Linked DNA regions of Rattus norvegicus: region 1 is linked to region 2. A link is a contact called in public Hi-C data. All regions are on one chromosome and are shown on one strand. The core of a region is the stretch at or near the end of the contact, and the rest is flanking DNA. Distances in the headings are between cores, read along the strand shown.

Region 1 (5,641 bases), core at 1,709-4,208, 73 kb before region 2:
GTTCAGAGCTTAACTTTAAAATAAATGAACTTATGGGTGGAGTCAATGGAGTCCCTTTAAAAATAGTCCCATTTGTTTGTGTTCTAGATGAGGTTTCTTTGTTCCTTGGGTAATAAGTTGTCCCTAAAGAGAGATTTGCTTCAGCCATTTCCTTGTCTATGAAACGAAAGAGGCAAACAAATCTTTATCAGTTCATCTGAAGTTTACCCTCTGTGCCAGGTACTGTGCGTGCTGGGTACTTTTACATGTGCTGTCTAACACAGCTTGGCATAACAAAGTTGTTTGCTAAAGGTCAACAGGCCTGTAAGAAGCAATTAGAATGGAGGGGGTAGGTAATCCCACTCCAAACCCTACCCCCTCGCCCCACCCCTTACTGCCCTGTAAACCACTCTCACACTGCGTTCAAAGTCACCCCTAACATATGTGTACTTTGGGGGCAGGAAAGAACCATTTATGCCAGGAACCTGAAGCACAAAACGTCTACATCACTCACAACCGCTCCTTCTGCAGCTTGCTTTTGTCCTCAGGGTGAAGCCCAAATAGCTTCAGGGTTTGTCCCCTCGCCCACTGCTGGACTTCAGTTTTTTGCCTGTCTTCCCTGTTTCCCTGACTCTGCTCCAGCCTCACCTAATCTATTCCTACTTGGGGGCTTTTGGTGATATGCCATCCTGTTTGTCAATACCAAGATGCAGGCTTGTCCCCAGCCAGAATACAGCAGGTCTCTCCAAGTAGAGCATAGCAGGGCCCTCCCTGACACCCTTGCTCCTGTCCTAAGTAAAGTTCCTGTTCTTTAGAGAACCCACAGTCTCCTGGAACCAACTCTAGCGATGCTAAAGATCCTGATTCTATTCCACAGTGCATCACGTGTATCTTACCCGGCTCACCCAGCCAAGGTCCTGCTTCCCTGTTCTGAGAAGGGCACAACTGGGGCCCACTGACTCTATCCATGAGGAGGGGAATCTGTTTTGCTACTTCTATTTCTCATGAGGATGGGAGTCTCTCAAAACATTCAAAAAGACCCTGATCAATGCTAAGCTGCCTTCTATGCTTTGTCGTTTGTTAATTTCTTGGACTTTTGAGCACTGAAAGATCGGAGCTAGGCAAGGAGCTTTGGATAAGGAACAGGACTGAGCTTAAAGTCAGTGCACCGTTTTGCTCATGATATTTGTTATAAGTTGTGGAAGTCTGTGGATGACAAAACATTACAACTCTGTGTATGTGTGTGTACGTGTGTGAATATGTGCATGTGCATGTGAATAGGTGTATACGAGTGTGTGCATGTTCGGGTATGCACATGTGTGTTATGTGTGTGCTTGCATGTGTGCATGTGTGTGTATACCAGTCATCCTTTATAGAATTAATTTATATAAGCAAAGGAAATGAAGGGAAAGAGGAAAGAAGGGCCAGCCAAAACCCCCAAACTGAATAGGTATAAATAGCTTGATAAACGACTCTTCTAGTGTTGTATGTGGTGATAAACTCAGGCTCAGGTGCTTGTGAGACACAGTTACACACTATGAAGGGGGCTCCGGAGGGCAGAAACCCTTCTCATTCCCCCAACCTAGTCTCGCATCAGAACCCTTGGAGCACTGCTGTGTGTTGCCACTACCTGTGTGCCTGGGAGGAAAATTACCTTCTGTCTCTTCGCTTACTCAGCCATAGAAAGAAGAACAAAATCAGGGCATATGAAAATCTGATCTCATCCCACAGATGACATCTCCAAACCTGGTCATGCAGGACAAGGACAGAAAGAACTCCGTGGGAAAGGAGCAGTCAGGGGACTGACCTCAGAGGTCAGAGCTCTGAGCTGCAGAGTCTCCCTGCCATAAACATGGAATCAAAGGTTCCCATTCCCTGGTGATCTGTTCCATTTTTCTCCCTTCACCCCTGCCCATTCCCTCCCCAAATAAACAAATGAATGACATTACATCCAGTTAGCACAAGCACACACAGACACAGACACAAACACACGCATATGTGTATAAACACACACATGTGCATATACAAATGTCTGTATCAAGATAAACACATTGCCTGCATAAGAGAAGCCCCAAGAGTGGTAGTTGGTTTCAGGATGTTGGACGGGGAAGTGGTCCTCCTGAAAGTGCCACTGATAAGAGACGAGGAGCTGGGAGTCAGGCAGCCCACGAAAGTTCTGGGAAGTAGGCTAGGATACCTAAGCCATGGCTGTGAAAAACACAGGTCAAGCCTGCTCCCTTCTGATGTCTGTGGATAATGGGGGAAATATAAAGATAAAAGACAATCAACACCATTCTAAAAGAAACTACCCATCTTGCTTAAGGCTTCCTACGGACATCTCACAACTGTTTTAACAAGTGACTTATAATATATATATATATATATACATATATATATATTATAATTATCTGGTAGAATGTCTTAGTTATTTAAAAAAAAAGGCCTGGCTCCTGTCTTTATATAATGTGTAATGGTATTATTTATTATGAAACACAGTGATCATTTATATCTGACCTGGTTACAGGCAAATTTATCGGATAAATCAAAATGCACAGAACACTTTAGCTAAAACTTACAATGAAATATAAAATCCCCATAATGCCCCTTCATGTACACAGGTGCAAATGCATGTTTCATGTACACATGAGGAAGATCTGATGGGCCGGAAGTTCCTTGTAAATGACTACAGAGCTCGAAATGAAGAATCCGCTATAGCTGCTGAGGGAACCAATCTTAGTAGGGCTTAAAGGATAACATCAACTTACACTAATTACAGTAAGATTCCATAGCAGTCTTCATCCCCATGACCAACATCAAAAGCCTGAGCAGTTTGGAGACAGCAGCAGCTCGGGCCAGAGGATAGTGAGCCATCAGCAGAAAAGGGGAGAGATTGTAACTTGAGTCAGATGGGCAATGGCTAGGGCTTGGCTTCCAGGCCGAGAGAGCTTTCTTCAAATATAAGATGTGTAACTGCTCTGGAACTCAAGGGCCTTGACCATCCCTCAGGAATGTTTTTGCAAGGACTCTGCATGGGAGATTAGGCCAGCCAGCCTCAACCACAACATTCCTCCCTGTTTCCTTAGATTTTACAGCTTGTACTGGGGGCAGAATTGCATCATTTTTACACAGGAGCAGATCGAAGAATTCCATTTCCTCTCTGGGGAGGAACACTCTAGAGGAGAGAAGAGCCAACAAGGATTGAATTTCTTCCCCCCACCAAGAAACATATATGTGTGTGTGTGTGTATATATATATATGTGTATGTGTGTGTGTATGTATATGTATGTATATATGTATGTATATATAGTGTGTGTGTATATGTGTATATATAAATACATATATATAAGTATATATATGTGTATTGTGTTATATATATATACATATATATATATATATATAGTGTGTGTGTGTGTGTGTATGTATGTTGATACAACTATAACCTTGGTGACTAGATGTAATGGTGACTCAGTATACCATCCGTTCCCACCCCCACCACACAGACAACCTCTAGTCATCTGAAAAGTCCAAACACAAAGGCATGTGATCCAGTTGGTTAGTTAAATCTAAGCAGCTATGTGCAGGTGAAGAGGCTGATGGCCAGACCTCCTCACATGTTACACTGCTCAGAGCAAGAATGAACCTCCCACCTTGTGATCCCTGAATTGCTCTCTCAAACTTCGTGCTCCTGAAACATGTGACTCACTAAACCAGAATTAGGAGGAGCAGGAACGAAAAGTTCATGGTCGGCTTGCTCACCGAGCAATTCACACACTGTCTAGGAGCTGTCCTAGAATATTTTTCATGCTTCGCTATGCACTCGAATGGCTGGGGGGTGTTTGTGAGAGATAGGGAGTTGGGCTTCAGGGGGTTCCATTCAGTTGTCTTGGGTACAGACACAGAATTTGCATTTCAGCTGTCAATCATCTGACGCCAACTCTAGTCAGTGAACACAGTTTTGTCTCACTGCCCAGTTCCATTACCAAAGAACTCAGTTACAATGGTAAACAATTCTAGAATGATCTCATTGATCCCTCCCCTCCTGACTTCTGTGCCCCTGCTAACCACAAACCTGTCTTTTGTATTAGCTGATCCTCTCTGAGGAGCATCCCAGTTGACCGCTATGCCATAAGCGACTCCGATAGATGCTGTCTTATTATGAACACAATGCACAAGGCAAATGGGTACCACTTCTCAATTTGATTATAATTTCTCTCGTTTGATCTCTTTGGTGCCTCTCTGCCTTGCTCATTCTGATGACAGGAGGAGCTATCATGGGGTGGCCTGGCCATCCTGGCTATCATGGCTGTGGCTCACTTCTGGCCAACTGCCAGCAACAACCAACTGGCCAACTCCTGCCAACAACCATGTGAACCAAGTGGAAGCAGCTCTCTCTACAGCTGCACCTGAGGTGACTCCTTCCCCGGCCTACACCTTAGTTTCAGTCCTGTAAGCCGCCCTAAGCCAGAAGACCCAGCGAGGTCACGTTGGGATTACTGCCCTCCAAACACTATGAGATAGATAATCAATGCTGTTGCAAGCCACTCGGTGTGGTGTGTGGTTACAGATAACTCACAGAGGTGTTTTGTAAAAGAGTCACCTTCTCTCTCCCCACCCCCAAGATAAAGGAGACAAAAGGGTATATAAATGTAAATAGCCAATATTTAATAATATACAGTATTTACATATGATGTATGGCAGAATTCACAAGCCTTAGACCAAGTTAAGCTTCACTCGAGTTTCTGGAAAGTCTTATAGGAGCCATGCTTTCAAGTAGAATGGAGAACATGGACCCCAGTTGGACCTCTGGACATTCCACCTGACCCTTCTGTGGATGCATCTCCTGAGACAAAACCTTGCTGGAACCTTCTGCCAGCAGTCTCCATGAGCACCGAGTACTGACTCCTTTCGGTTTTGAAGAAAGCAAGAGAGAAACAATGGGTTCCTCCACAGACACTGAAGGGTCTTCCCTGAGAACACTGGTGAGGGTGCCAAGACAGTCTGCTCACACTTTCCCCAGTGCACTGCCTGCTTTCCTCCTTTCTCCAGAGCTGGGTTGAGAGAAAGCATCTCGGAGCTGTTTGTGTAGAAGAGTCACAGTGACCTGGGCAAAGTTCCCGAAGCAAAGTGTAGAGCCAAGATGCCCTTCACAGAGCCCTTCTCCTTCTGGGCATTGCTCTTCTCCATAAAATGAGGTGATAACTTGAATCCTCCCAGCCCAGATCTAAGAACTTGGGGCAGGAAGGCAGCAGCTAGCCATGGCAAAATGGTCAAGAAGGGGATGGGTCTCTTCAGAGGGCCAGGCTCCCACCACTGAGCCACCGTGACCTCTCTGAAGAGCACCCCAAGGGTTTGCTGTGCCACAAGGGACTCTGGCAGATGCTGTCTAGCCTGTTCTTAATGGTGTCCTGCAGCTCCTCGTCACCCACCAGGACCGCAGCTGCTAGTGCCAGCAAAAAGTATTCAGTAGCATCATGGGCATCCTAACCCCATGGGGCAAAGAAGAGACATCATTAGCAGTACTTACAGGACAGGCTTAAGCTCTATGCTGAGATCATTGACATTGTTCAGTTACTCCATCCCCACATCCCAATGCCTCAAAGGAGGTCTTCCCTTGATGTACTCAGGCTCTGATGGCATTACCAATCACAGTGTCCCTCCTCCT
Region 2 (5,666 bases), core at 937-3,436:
GATGCCGAGTGAATACATTTTAACTAAATGAGCACAGTTTGCCCATAGAATAGTTACATACATTGTTATGCACTGGTGCTTAATGACTACTAGACTATTTATCTGAACCACTCCATCTCAAAGAACTTTTCCTCCATGGCCCGGCTTAGCAGGGCGAATGAAACCTAAGACAATGCAAGTGCACGGGTTGGAACCTTAGAATTTAAGTGAATATTGGACATCAGCAGATCATCCTCCCACCAGGTCGAAGCTTAGTCAGTTTCCTAAGCAGGGATAACTGTGGCCAGCTCATCCCTAGAGAGCAGAGCTGAACAACTGCTGAGTTGGTCATGGTGGGAACGAAACTGCCGCTCTCTGGTTTGCTGCTTCACCATTGTCCCAAACTGACCTTTTATCTTGTGTTGTGCTGTTTATAATTCTCAGACCATACCTTGGTTTACATACTAGTAAATAAAAAAAACAAACTGGAGAAGGAATCTCGGCACAGAAAATATACTTAATAAAACAAGGATGAAAGTTCTGGGGGAAATCCAGACAGCAAGCAAGCCACAGCGAGAGTCGGGAAATGCCCACGGAGCTGATGGTTGAGTCATCTTCTTCTCAGGTTCTAGTGGCCATGTAACTAAGCACATCACCAAGAAAGGCCAGGAAAGGCTTGCTGTTTTAAAATATAAGTATATATTTAAAATATAAGAATACATACACATGCACATGCACACATGCATGCACATACATATATATGTGTGCCTGTATATATATATGTATGTATATATAAATATAATATACATTATAAGCTTGTTTGGCACTGTATAAAGTGATAACTTTATCAGAGCTACGTGGTACAAACTATTCGAGAAAGGTCCTTTTTATAAAAGTAATACCCAATCAAATCGATATCAGTCTACGCCGTCAACCCCACAACATCTGACAGCTAATATGTTATGTCTACATGAACAGTAGAAACATACATAAAGACAAGCAGATAGATCTACTTCTTGAATTAGCGTCTCTAGAAAAGGGTTTCGAGTGTCTTGACGTCAACCCTCTACAGAGCCATTCAGCACCGCAGAGACTCCATTGCCTGCTTCAGTGGTTATATGACAGCAATGTTCCTATGAGGATGGCATTTTGCACTTTTAGCTTTGTGTTCAGAGTCCAGTGGTGGTTGTGTGTAACATTGGTCTTTTTCACAGCCCAAGGAGAATGAGACAAAGCTTGTCTTCCCTTGTGAGGTTACGTGGTCCCCATAGAGCCAATGGAGGTCAACACACACAAATGGTTAGAGAGGGAAATTTATTATACATTTATTCATTTCTTTTTTAAATTAATTTATTTATTTTATGTATGTGAGTACACCATTACTGTCTTCAGACACACCAGAAGAGGGCATCAGATCCCACTACAGATGGTTGTGAGCCACCATGTGGTTGCTGGGATTTGAACTCAGGACCTCTGGGAGAACAGTCAGTGCTCTTAACCGCTGAGCCATTTCTCCAGCCCCACATGTATTCAGTTCTCTTTCTTTGTTTTTGTTTTGTTTTGCCTTTTGACCTACATGGCCCTAGGGATTAAGCCCGTGTTCTCCTGCATACTAATTAGGTAGACTACCACTGGCCTGCACCTAGAACTTAAATAAAACCCCACTAGGTGTTCCCAATAAACACCTAAGCACAGGTGACAAACTGAACTGAAGAACTAAGACAACAAAAGGGAAGCTTGGGCGCTACTGAGAGCTGATTCTGTCACCCATGGCAAGTTGATTATGAGTCATTAGGGAAAGCATGTAATTGCTAAAGGTTGGGGAATGGGGCTTGAAGGAGTATCATGGTGTGGGAGAAATTCATGATGATGCACAGGCTGTCACACCCAGGCTACAGAGTTTTTAATTTTAGCTAAAGCTCTTACTTCCTATTGCGGAGAGATGGAGATAGAAAGAACCCTCAAGATTTCAGAAAGTATCCGGTCTAGAAAATATAATTTGTAAAGCTCTTTTTAGACTTAAAACCGAATTGTTGTTAGTCTTTTAGCTCAGGGCCGTTTTGTTTGTTGTTTGTTTTCTGTTTTGTTTTTAAATGCAGGGTTTCTCTGTGTAGCCCTGGCTGCCCTGGAGCTCACTCTGTAGACCAGGATGGCTTCGAACTCAGAGATCTGCCTGCCTCTGCCCCCTCAGTGTGCCACCATGCCCAGCTCAGAGCCAACTGCTTTAAAAGAAGCAACTTGGAGCTCAAAGGCTTGGCACAATAGTCATTGGCTGGGCTGTGTGAGCAGGACTCTGGTCTGCACTTCCGGCCTCACTTCATTCATAACACGCAGCATGCCTGCAAGGCAGGGACTGCCACTGTCTCACAGATGAAGAAGACTCAAAAAGATACCACACCTGACAGACTCACACAGTGACACTGCCTTGAAGGAGGATGGAACAAAGCCCGCCCTGTGTAAGCAGTACAGAGCTGTAGTCCATAGTGGCGAGGGTCTAAAAACCTCTACACACAGCACTCTGTGGTCCAGATGAGGCAGTCAGGTAGCAAACTGAATCACCCAAGGGCAAGGTAGGATGAAATATGAAAGGCATAGGTTAATATATTTAGCTTTAAAGCAAGAAAGGGAAAGCCCTAGGAGTCGGAAACAAAGTCAAAAGTCAAAAGCCCCTGCACCGTGGGAGAGAATGCCTTAGGAGCCTAGTGGTCCTCTGAGCTGGACCTGAACCTTCTATTTCCCTCCCGATGATAGAACCCCCCCGGGGTGGAAGTGGGAGCTTGTGTGAAGTCAGGAAGCTAGAAATGGCTCTTGCCAAAATACCCGAAGGCTGGAAGGGTTACTGCTCAATCAAAACGGAGTTACTTAGGAAACCTTCTTCCGCCTTCTAAAGATACGCTGAAGAAGCGCAGCATATCTGAGGCCCTACGTGGCAACTGACAACCTAAAGGCCACTCCCCGAGGCAGTGTAGGAACTGAATCTGCCTGTGTGGTATGGGACCCTACCCGGAAGTATGAGTCCGAAAGGGCCTTGAGTTCTGACTCTCGACAGAACATCCAATCCTGCGAAAGCTAGTCTCTTAGGACTTTCACAATGAAACGTTCCCGAAGATTCCCGTTTCAAAAACGTAACTGAAGAATGGTTCAGAGTAGTGCACAGTTACACAGATTCAAATCACACCAGAATTTAGCCACCAACGGGTGGAAACAAGGGGGTGGGGGGACATAAGAGCAGAGTTATCCAACTGGTTACTCTACACTGCAAGACTAGGAAACGAGCAATTCATCAAGGTGTGGCCAGATCTGAGACTCGACCTGTGAGGCAGGCTCCGCAGACCTGGATAGCATCAGCAATGAATCCTCCAAGGAAGGCTCAAGGCGAGAATGAATAGGCCTTGTCTCAGCTCCCAGCATTCCAGGACCTGGGAAAGGAATGAAAGAGAGAAAGGTAGCAATCCGGTCAATCGATTTCTGAATCTTTATCTCCACCCAGCTCGCTCTCTCCCTTTTTGTCTTTTTAACACCCAGTGCTATTTTAGCAAGCCAGCTCAGCTCCACTCCGTTCTTACTACATGTCGCTTTCCCCCCCTTCCCTATGTTCATCCCACCAGTCGAGAATAAGGCCGATACCACAGTATAAAGCTAAATTTGAAGCAAACTTTAATTAAATACTGGCTGGGTTGATGGACTGTCTGACCAAGTCCACCTCTGGGTTTCCAGAAAACAGCCAGGAGTCGAGCCTTGCAGAGGCTTAAGAAGGCAGCCCTGCAAGGCCACCTCATCATCAGAATGATGTTAAATATGCTCAAATAAACGGAAGTAGACATAAATACATGCCTGAGGTGATTCAGAAGAACACAAACAAACAGTTAAATGAAATAAGGAAGCTGATCCCGGATATGGAAATGGAATTCAATAGACCCAAAATAATGAGAAAAAAAAAACCTGAATATGAGGCTGTCGATGAAAACTTCAGTGTTAAATAACTGACAAAATGGACTAGTCAGAACAGATAAAGGTCACTGCCAACCACACAGGGGAGCTACCCATCAAGAAGCTGTTAGGATTCTGAACATATGTGCACTAAATACAAGTGTAGCCCATCCCACACAGAAAACACCACTAGATGTAGAGCCACAGATAAGCTCCAACACAGAAATAGTGGGTGACTTCAATACCCTACTCTCACAAAGACAGATCACCCCAAAAGAGGAGAGCAAAACACTAGAGTTAAATGGCATCGCATCAAATGGACTAAACAAAGCATTCTATGCAAACGTTACAAAGTATACACCGTTCTCAAAAGATCTAAAATAAGGGTGGGTATCATTAGGGCGTGTTATCTACCATTCTAGCTCCAGGTTCATTACCCACACATATACATATACACTATACGCACAGGCATCACACACACACACACACACACACACACACACACACACACACAAACTGCCATCCTGACAAAATTAATCTACAGAGCCAACGCATCTCCATAAAAGTTACAGCACTATTCTTTACAGAAATAGAAGGAAAAAACAGACAAATTTACAAAGCATGTTGGAGCCAAGTATGCCATCCACCTGGGAGAGACGCGGCAGAACTCTGAGACCAATTAAGCTATGCTGCCACCTAGTGGTTGACTGTGATGGATTCCCAAAGGCCCCCTTTATCCCTTCTTTCCCCTACTGAGACAGGCTACAGGGTTAACCAGGTGATTACCACAAACTTAATGACTCCAGCTGCAGCTACTGCACCAGACATGGTCTCCTGGCTTGAGCAGACTAGCATATCTCCTGATACCTGGTATTCAGTGTTTTCTCTTAGGCGTCCCTAAGAACCACCAATAGCTATTTGCCTATAGCTGGCAAAAGTCAGAAGTACTACAACTCCTACATCATAATTTGGTTTCCAGGGACCTTGATTGTCTGTCTCTCCCATAAGATATCATAAGAGTCCTTTGTAGAGGGGACATTGTGCTGGTTAGACTAAGTGAGCCAGAGGTCTCAATGAATGGACTCAATGGTAAGTCATATGCGTACCAGAGGGTGGGAATAAATCCAATATTTAAAGGTGACATGTTGGTGAATCCAGTGCTGAGAAAGACTAAAAGTTATTCCTTCTAATGTGAAGATAAGTTGCTGCTCGAAGCCCCTCCCACCGAGGAAGAAGCGTGGCACTGAGTGGGCCATTGGGATTCCGAGGCAGCACATTCTGCCCTGGGCTGTGACATGTGGTCCATCCGCCAAGGGACTCAGAAAGTGGTTTGAGTGGCACTGGAAACAGGAGGGGGCCCATCCAGCTTTTTCAAGTGCCCGATGCCTTATTGCTACCTATGGCCACCTTACAGCATCATAGTACACCCATAACTTCTTATTCGCATCTAACAGTAACTCAGGACTCATTGATAAACCTTTCCTAGCTCCCTCAACCCTATCTGTTCTCCTCAGCCCTTGACAACCACCGACATTCTACTTTCAACTTGTATGAGATGGGAATGTCTAGATTTTATGTATGTGTGACCTTGGGTGGTACTTGTTCTTCTGTGCCTGACTGGCTTCACTTAGATAATGACTACCAGTTCCAAGCACATTGTCACAAATTATAGGACTTCACTCCTTTTTGTGATATATATATATATATAATATACATTGTATATATATTGTGTATATATATTGTATATATATTGTGTA

What was found. Hi-C and Micro-C count contacts between places; a contact is called where the count stands out from the background.
Region 1: a contact with region 2 is called in a Hi-C map of the A7r5 cell line, with 3 times the contacts expected there. The contact joins two enhancer-like sites. A contact is called at or near these places in 9 of 12 Hi-C or Micro-C datasets (the A7r5 cell line, the Rat2 cell line, frontal cortex and 5 more).

What each region holds. Positions count from the first base shown.
Region 1 is chr18:57,746,713-57,752,353 of GRCr8, reverse strand. Sh3tc2 (SH3 domain and tetratricopeptide repeats 2) reads right to left here. Exons shown (of 17, transcript NM_001427096.1): 17 at 4,619-5,459. The coding sequence ends at 5,268. Among named protein-coding and RNA genes, the nearest start is that of Sh3tc2, 63 kb to the right of the region's middle. Within about 2 kb of position 2,958, at least 12 of the 93 cell types and tissues checked have an H3K27ac peak or open chromatin away from gene starts, as enhancers often do. A contact at or near this core is called in the A7r5 cell line, where this site is marked.
Region 2 is chr18:57,673,396-57,679,061 of GRCr8, reverse strand. No RefSeq gene overlaps it. Among named protein-coding and RNA genes, the nearest start is that of Sh3tc2, 11 kb to the left of the region's middle. Within about 2 kb of position 2,186, at least 6 of the 93 cell types and tissues checked have an H3K27ac peak or open chromatin away from gene starts, as enhancers often do. A contact at or near this core is called in the A7r5 cell line, where this site is marked.